Linked DNA regions of Gossypium hirsutum: region 2 is linked to region 1. The links are chromatin contacts, called in public Hi-C maps. All regions are on one chromosome and are shown on one strand. The core of a region is the stretch at or near the end of the contact, and the rest is flanking DNA. Distances in the headings are between cores, read along the strand shown. Region 1 holds the start of LOC107912975 (autophagy-related protein 18b). Region 2 holds the start of LOC107899360 (tRNA pseudouridine synthase A).

What was found. Hi-C and Micro-C count contacts between places; a contact is called where the count stands out from the background.
Region 2: a Hi-C map of leaf shows a contact between it and region 1, with 1.7 times the contacts expected there. The contact joins the promoter of LOC107899360 here to the promoter of LOC107912975 in region 1. A contact is called at or near these places in 13 of 34 Hi-C or Micro-C datasets (anther, callus, fibers and 4 more).

What each region holds. Positions count from the first base shown.
Region 1 is chrD04:22,064,910-22,069,460 of Gossypium_hirsutum_v2.1, forward strand. It overlaps LOC107912975 (autophagy-related protein 18b), which reads right to left and starts at 1,772. Exons shown (of 12, transcript XM_016841373.2): 1 at 1,454-1,772.
Region 2 is chrD04:22,228,862-22,233,412 of Gossypium_hirsutum_v2.1, forward strand. It overlaps LOC107899360 (tRNA pseudouridine synthase A), which reads left to right and starts at 1,873. Exons shown (of 8, transcript XM_016825052.2): 1 at 1,873-2,238; 2 at 2,334-2,500; 3 at 2,571-2,716. The coding sequence starts at 1,948.

The sequences.
Region 1 (4,551 bases), core at 522-3,021:
TGGTATTAAAAATGATGACATCTAGTGGGTGCCAGCTATGAATCAGACGAGGGTGTTCTCTGTATTTTTATTTTGTTTTTCTGTTTTTGCTTTTTTCGGTAGGCCTTGTTCAAGCCCGAATGTTTAGACTTGTTCTATGGGCTTCATTGTTTTGTGGACCTACCTGGTAAGTTTCTTTTGTGTTTCTTTTTTATCAACTAATTACCCGTCTGATAATTTCCAAAAAAATATTATAAAATATTATATCAATTTTTAATAAATATATCTATTTTTAATTTTTTAATGAATAGGTTATAAACTCTCAAATATATATGTCACTCATGAGTGACTAAAGATGATGTCAAGTTAAATAAAATCACTACTCCATAAATGAAAATAGCGTAAATTGCACCAACAGTCACTCAATTTTAGGTTAGTTAACAAAACAGTCACCACGAACCATTTTCTATTAAACGAAGATGCCATTTTCCACCCTGTATCACTGCTCTCCCATCCCTCTCCCTCTTTCCCACCATCCTTCCCCTACTATGATTCTCTCTCCCTCTCCCCCTCTTCCCCACTACCACTGTTATTAGAAGCCTAACCACATTGTCCTTCCATTTCATTCTCTTCCAGGGCCATCCATTCTTGCCGTTGCACTTCTCACCATTTCCAATTTTGCTACAACTTGGTTCATCTTCTACACTCACGCTTCTATCAGTTATATCAATCACCGGACTAACTCCCTTCTCTTTACTAAAATTCATCGAAAAACCTTTCTAGCTTGAGCTTTTTACTTCCGTTAATCCAGTGGAACGATGCTCATTTTCAAGGCCAATCATCATGACCATATGATTCTATGGATGCTGCTTTCTCTGAATGGATAGCTCAAGATCAAACAACCCTCCATTCAGACTTGATAAAAACCCGCATCCCAAACTCAAACCATCCATCTAAGCTGAAATCCAAACCCTACAATTTATCATTTTCTTGCAGGAAAAACAAACTTAAAGTTCCATTATTTATCTATTGTTGGAATATTCTATAAAAGAGAAACCCAACCTCATATACCCGATTCAATTAGTTGCGGTCAATCAAACCAAGTTTCTCTCACAGATCAACTAGGAAAAATAACCCTAAAAAGCTATAAGTTTTAACACCTACCTTCTTCTTACTAACCAAACAAAGAAGTACTGAGAAATTGGGATGGACTAAAAATTTATGACCTATTATCATATAAATATCCTAAGAATCCTCCAAAGCTCTAGAATCTCATATCTAATCACGACCGAGATTCAGTGAAGGCTTATAAAATCAATTAAAATCCTCAACAAGATCTAAAAAGGGAATTTTTCAACTTTTATTGTATTGTTTGACAATCTAAGGAAGAATAATGGTAAAGCTACAAAAACTTGAACAAATTATTTTGATCATCGTATTGAAGAAAAAGAAGAAAAGTTCATGAAAGGATTACCTTCTACTGATGATCATTAATCGAGAAATTCATCAAAAAAGGCAAAGAGATTTTTGGGGGGGTGGTCTAAAAGAGATTGAAAGCTAAATTTTGCGCTGAAGTTGGGAAGAGTAAAAGAGGAATAGAATTTGGCAAATAGGTAAAATTGCGCTGAATTTGGATTTACTTTTCAAACATACAGAAGAGGGTTAGCAAAGGGATAATGGGGAATAGGGAAAAAATCAGAGTAGGAGGAGGGATGGTAGGGAAAATGGGAAGAGGGAGAGAGAATTAGAGTAGGGGAGGGATGGTAGGGAAGACGAAGAGGGATGGGAGAGCAGTGATAGGGGGATGAAAAATGGCAGCTCCATTAAGTTTGTAACGGAAAATGGTAGCTTTGTTACGTCTGTAACGAAAAATGGTTAGTGGTGACTATTTTGTTATTTTTTTGAAATTTGAGTGACTGAATTGAAACTTGAGCAACTGTTTTGTTAGCTACCCCAAAGTTGAGTGATTTTTAGTGTAATTTACCCATGAAAATAAAATATGTAAATGTTATATTTATAAAAATTTATATAAAAAAGATAAAATTAATATTTAGGTAAATTTTGATATGATGAAAATTAATAATTTTTTTAGGAATTTAATTAATAGAAATGTGATTTTAATTTTTAGTATGTTAAAAAAATTTAATTTTTTAAAAATTTAACTTTCAATTATTACAAGTCATACCATTAGTTTTCTTCTATGTGGCACTTTTTTAGGGCTTTCTAATTTGTTGTGCGGTGGCCAATGTTGGTTTATTTTTCCACTGTGTTTCAATGGATAATGGGATTGTAGATCCTAGTATATCAATTGGCGAGGAATATGTTTCGCAGATTTCGACAAATGGAGAGCAAGAGTCAGCGCCTAAAGTGTTTGATCTGGTTGGATGTCTTTTAACGACAAGAGTGGTACATTTCCAGGCGATGTGGAACACTATGGCAAATTTTTAGCATTTGTTAAGAGGTGATACAATACATATCTTTGGGAGAAGCGATTTCTATTTCAATTTTACTATGAGATAGATATGGAGAAAGTCTTATATGGATCTCCATTGACTTTTAACAACCTATTAGAAAAAAATCTGATTTAAAAATCAGTTTCTTACACAGTGAAAAAACAAAATTTTGAAAGTCGAGTCGGTTTGTGATATTTATAGTAATAAATTTTTTTTCTAAAATTGATGTTTTAGGCTAGACGGATCCTTATTGTTCTCGGGTTTCAACCAACCGGCTTTCTTCGCTATTCTCATATCACGAACTACTTCGAGTGTGGACTTGAACACTTTCGAATCAAACACAAAAGCAAAAAATATTTTCTTTACTTTCAGTGGGAAAGTAAAAACTCTCTCTTATAGAATTATTATTCTCGAAAAATAGAATTTATACTTAAAAATAAATTCTTACTATTTTCGGGCAAAACAACAATATCTCAAAGTTGTATATAACTTGCTATATCTTTAGCCCTACCGGTTCCATCTATTTACAGTGAGAGGAAGTAAAACCGTAGTTGATTAAGTAGAATGCATTTAATGTCTATTTAATAGAAAAACAATCTCCTAGTTGAACTAGGAGAGAGAGGGGCTAATAAGGTTTGCTTCCCCTCAAATGTATTATGATGGAGATTAGACCTGATCATAGGTTGGGCCATCCAGCCCAGCCCGAAAGCTCACTCGAAAAGTGGGAGGCTTTAGATAAAAATATAGGGACGAAAAATGGGCTTGGGCAAAAAATGAGGCTCGTTTTCTAAATGGGCTGGGCCTCGGGTAATAAATTTTTGTCCCAAGCCCGGCCTGAATCAAATGCCTAATTGCCTATTTCCCTACCCTTAGTTTTCATTTCCTCTTCAACTGACTGCCCCCAATTTCTAATCCCTAAAGTAACAACTAATTTCTAAATCCCTAACAATATACCTTTGGCTTCTCCACTCCAACACCCACCAGCCACCACCATCGTCGTTCACTAGTTAGGTAGTCACCACTTATCCACCATCATTGTTCATCAGTCAAGTAGTCACCACTGTCCACCATCATCATTCAGCAGTTAGGGCTAATCTTTGTACTGCTACTGCTTCCTCTATCATCGCATTCACCACTACCGCTGTAACACCCCTTACCCGTATTCAACTCCAGAATAGGATATGAGGCATTACTAGAACACTTACACATGTAAACGTATTAAACCGAGTTACAAAATTTCATTCAAACTCTTCAAATTTTTAACATGCTTTTATAATTCTTTACAACATATCCTCAAAATATTATATTCATAACAAATAGGGCCTACGAGACCCGATACTTATGTAATTCAAAGCTCCATTTCCATTTTATTCAATTCACAATCTTTCATGTTCACAATTCAAATCAATTTCTCAATCCAATATATATATTTCAATACCACACTCTCATACTATGAAACTTTATTTTCCCATATGAGCTTAAACCATGATCATCACATATCAAAGACAAATGTTCTTGACATTTCCATCACATAGACCGAATTAATCAATGCAACTCAATGATATAATCATCCATATATCATTATTATCACATATATATGTCATGACTAAATTTCTTAAACATTTGATCAATTGCTTTTCAATACCGCAATAGTTCCTTCAATACCAATACGTATTTACCATTCAATTTAACATTTACCGATTATAATCGAGCATATGACCATTATACACAATTCTTTCATACATTTTATTGTCCTCCTCCTCCTCTCCATTCCACATCCTTTATGTATAAAACATGCTTAAATAGCATTATACATAATTTCACTATTCACTTGTATTTAAATTCAAAGTTGCCTATTTGAGTCAGAGTCCCTAAATAATTTTTATCCAAAGCTACACAGCTCCAAATTAAGATCTGTTAATTTCCCTTGAAACTATACTCACATGTCTTCTTACCATAAAATTTTCAGAATTTTTGACTTGGCCAATTAGTACAGTTTATTCTTTAAAGTCACCCCTATTTCACTTCTCAACATCTCTGACCTCTCTTCACTAAAAATGAATTATCTCATTGTACAGAACTTGGATGATATTTATGTTTGTTCCCTTTGAAAATAGAC
Region 2 (4,551 bases), core at 623-3,122, 160 kb after region 1:
GTCCTGATCGCCAACTTTTCCTTATGTAGTTAATCCCGGTATGACTTGCAAACTGACTCTTGCTGAATTTCTAACTACGATACACATGTTCGCAATTTAAGATTTCGACAACCTTGTGATCTGAAAGCCTAACTCGAATCAACGGCCTCAACCGCATGGGTCGTTTAAATCCAATCTTTATCTTCCTTGACGAAATCCAACTGGCTTTTCCCACCTAGACACACCAATTTGTTCACGGGAATTCGAACACAGCATGACCAATTTGTCTTCCCAACTATACGCCAAACAACTCTAACCCAATGTGCACTTTTTGAATCGAAGTTGAATCAACTTTAAGAGACAAATTTATATTATTCTATATATCGAAGAGATAGAAAATACCGCATTGAAAGGTTTTCTGAGCGGGTTTGGATCTCACAATTGTTTTGTTGGAGTAATTTCCGAGCTAAAACTAAAAAGGGTTTAATTAATCATGAAAAGAATCATAATAAATGGTTTAAATAGAATTATGGAAAGTGGAAAGGGAAAGGGCCTTAAAAGGTAATTAAACCAAAAGGTTTGAAAGTAAAAAAAATGAAACAAAAATAACTGTAGCAAGATGAAGATGGCACATGAAAGGGGAGAAAAAAAAACAGAGAGAATTTATTAAATGTGAATGCAAAGTGTGTGTTTAACTAACTGTAGTCATTGGGTATTAATACATATTTTTAGTGCTAAAATTTAGTTAGATTTTTTCTAAATATTGTAATTAAATAATTCTAAATATTATCATTAAATAATTCTAAATATTATCACTAAATAATTCAAAATTTTAAAATCAAATTTAAATTAGAGACTAAATTTAAACTAATTACAGTGTTGTAACAATATAAAAAATTCATTAATCTTTATCCAGCCAACCACTTTTTAAAAGAAATCTTCAACCCTTCAATCTTTATCCAGTCATCCTTGAATCTTTAATCTTTCAATCAAGCCCTCCTCTTTGCTTTTTGTTCCAATTTAATCCTATTTTTTTAAGAGTTTGAATTCAGTATACCAACTTCATTCTTGATAAGAAAAATCTAAATTTAATAACATTTCATTTGATAATTAGTCAAAAATAAATATATTAAAAATACAAATTTATCTTATTATCATCACAGTATAAAAATAATAAAATATTTTATAGTGTTGATCAAAACTTACTTCTCTCTCAAAAAAAATTCAATGAATAAAAATTATTTCAAAATGAAAAATTAATTATTTAATTGAATATCTGATAAACTTACTATTTTAACATGACCACCAAATTAAATATTTTAATTATTCATGAAAACATGCCCTGTTTTTTGAAATATCTTTTATTTTAACAATTTTTAGAAATAAATATTATCTTAAAATATGATTGTAATTTTTCACTGAATTTATTTATATTTCATTAATTATAAATAAGAAAATTTGTGGTATCATGAAAAGACTATAAAAAATATATATATTACAAATTAACTTATCAAAATTAAAAATTTAAAGTAAAAATCTATCATTATCAATTATTTATTATTTTAACCAATTTCTAATTTTCTCATACAATATTGATTTCAAGACAATTTTTACATGATTTAATTTATCAAAAAAATAAATTTTAATTTTATTAATTAGTTTCAAATGACCAAATCTTTATTTTATAAATAGAATTATCTATTTAAAATGATATTATATTTGAAAAATTAAAAAATTAAAAAAAATCTTAATTTTAATTTTTATCTAACAAATATTGTATTTAAAAAGATAAACTAAAATATTGGTATATTGATAGAATTTGAAAAAAAAATATAGATAAAACTATAAGATCACTGTTTTTTTTTTTTAAATATTTTAAAGGTAATCATACCCAAACCCGGTTAATCAAAATTTTGTTGGATCGGGTAGTGAAATAGGGCTGGGATATCGGAGGGAGACAGAGGGTACATGGTGACATCCTTTACCGTAAAATCGGTGGCAACTTTTATCGGCAAAGAGAAAAGGCTGGGGAGATTCAGAGACTTGGTATCACTGTCATCCATGGAAAACCAAACGAAAAACAAGATTTATTTTCACTATAACCATACGGATTCTTGCAATTCTGCGAGGTGGACTGCCAGGGAGAGCTATCAATTCATGTATGAGCGACCTTGGCAGGATGTTCTGCATTTCTTTTCCAATGTGGTCAACGCCCGCTTAACCTTATCCACCATGTTTGGCACTGACAATAGCCCTCAGGTATCCGTCTGTTTCTTTCCTATTGAATTAACTCATTATTCAATAAATTTGGGGCGTGTTACTTGTATTTATTCAACAAAGGTTTTTGATGCCAGACATGTATTGATGTTGTTGATGATGATTATAAAACATCAGAGGTTTGTGATGAGAAGGAAGAAAGGTGTGGTAGATGGGAAAGGGTAACATTCAAGATAATTCTTTCATACAGTGGATATGCCTTTGATGGATGGCAGAAGCAGCCTGGTTTGAACACTGTACAGGAGTAAGTTTATTTATTTAATTTTCCTGTGAACTGACTTGTATTCTAACCCTTGCTTGAATGCACTCTACAGAATAGTTGAAAAATCTCTTGGGAGATTCGTTGATGACAAGAAAGCACGACTTTTGAAAGAAAAATCTAAACCACTCGAAGGTTGTGCTGTGGTTGCTGGCCGAACTGACAAAGGAGTGTCTGCTATTCGGCAAGTTTGTTCTTTCTGTATGTTAGAACATTTTTCCGTCTCAGATTCTCGCTCTTTATACCCTCCTAGATGCATGTTATACATGACTTATCTTTCTGATATATATAAGCAAAGGATACTCACTTTAGCAAGACATGCTCTAGTGTCATACCTAACAAAATCATCTTTTAGAAGTTTTATGATATCAACAGTGGGCCATTTAAGTTAGTAACCTCATCATCAACATTACGACTTGAAAAAGTTGGAAAATCTGCGCATGTATTTGCCTCTATATAAATACAATGTTAACAAGGCTAGTCACCATAGATTAGTTAGATTAGTTGATAAAGAGGATCATTGTTATGAAGTGGTTGTAAAATCTTTTGGAATGCCAATAATGAATTTGACTCAACAATCAATTGCCTGCAACCATGTACCAACGCTAAACTCGATCCTCTGTAAATAGCAAAGATTTCTACTTTCAGGACCTCTAACCAAGCTTGAGTTTTTTCCTCCCCTTGAATTTTTTTTCTTCTTCTCAGAGATAATCTCTTTTATGGACTTTGCATATTGAGGCATTGATGTGGTTTAGGCCTTAGGGGAGAAAACAGCAACAATTAAAGAATTAGGGCTCAACAAACGAATAGGAAAGATGGAATTCTAGAAAACTTAAGGATAACCTCTAGTTTTTCTATTAATTCAAGGAAAATAATAAGAAGAATAATAATGGCCGTAAAGATTACAACTTATTTATATAGGCTTTCTTTCTTTCAAGTAAAGTTACTGGGATTTCTTGCAAATAAAGTTTTATTACTAGCCTTAGCTTTAAATCCTAAATGTAACTAATAACACTAGTTGTCTATCATATATCTAGTACTTAAAATAAATATTATGAAATAAAACTGAAATAATAAAATATTATAAAAGCTCGTGTCAGGCATATTCTCCAAAGTCTTAAGAAAAGACAAGTTGATATGCAATTCTTGAATATCACTAAGAATTCTCTAAATTCCTATCTTGAAACTTCTTTTTCATATTTTGGGAAATGGTGGTGGAGAATACTGTATTAGCGTTGAAACTATGCGCCCCCCACATGATTCCTTTTTCATTTGCTTCACTAAACCTTCTTGGTTTTCATTCTTTTTCTCATCTATAGTGGAACTGGGTGGTCTCTAATACACACACTCCTCTAGACATTATTCAACATTATCTTGCTTTTTTACCTCTTCCATTAAGGGGTTCTCTAAACTTCCTCAAGAACTACATCACATCTTAGAAATTCTTTGAGAGCTTCTAATCCTAATCCTAATTCTAATCCTAAATCTAAGCTAGTATTTACCTTACTAATTTCTCACCATTGATTACCATTGGCTTGCTATTAAACTCCCCTAGACTTGTCTCAGGCAGATCTCTCCTAAAATTGATGTGTATCTAGTTCTAGGAGAATCTTTGATTGTTTCTAGAGTATCGACAACAACATCGAAAGGTATAGAGGAGGATTGGAGGCGACATAGATTTTTTCAAACTAAAGTACATTATGGTGGAAAGGTTAGTGATTTGGTTATTGATGGAGGTAGCATGGAGAATGTCATTTTTAATGGTGCGATATATAAGTTGAAGTTGCCCTTAGAAAAACATATTTATCCCTACAAAATTTATTGCCAAAGGTCACGAAATATTTGTCACATCTAGATGTTTAGCTAAGTTTGTCGTGAGAAATAATATAGATAAAGAAGCTTTGTGATGTTCTTATGACTATGGTTCTCATTCTTGTGGAGAGGCCTTGGTTATATCATGCTAAGCCAAATACTTAGTCCTTTTATAGGGATGGTAAAAAGTGCACATTTCATCCTTTTAAAGATGCAAAATTAGC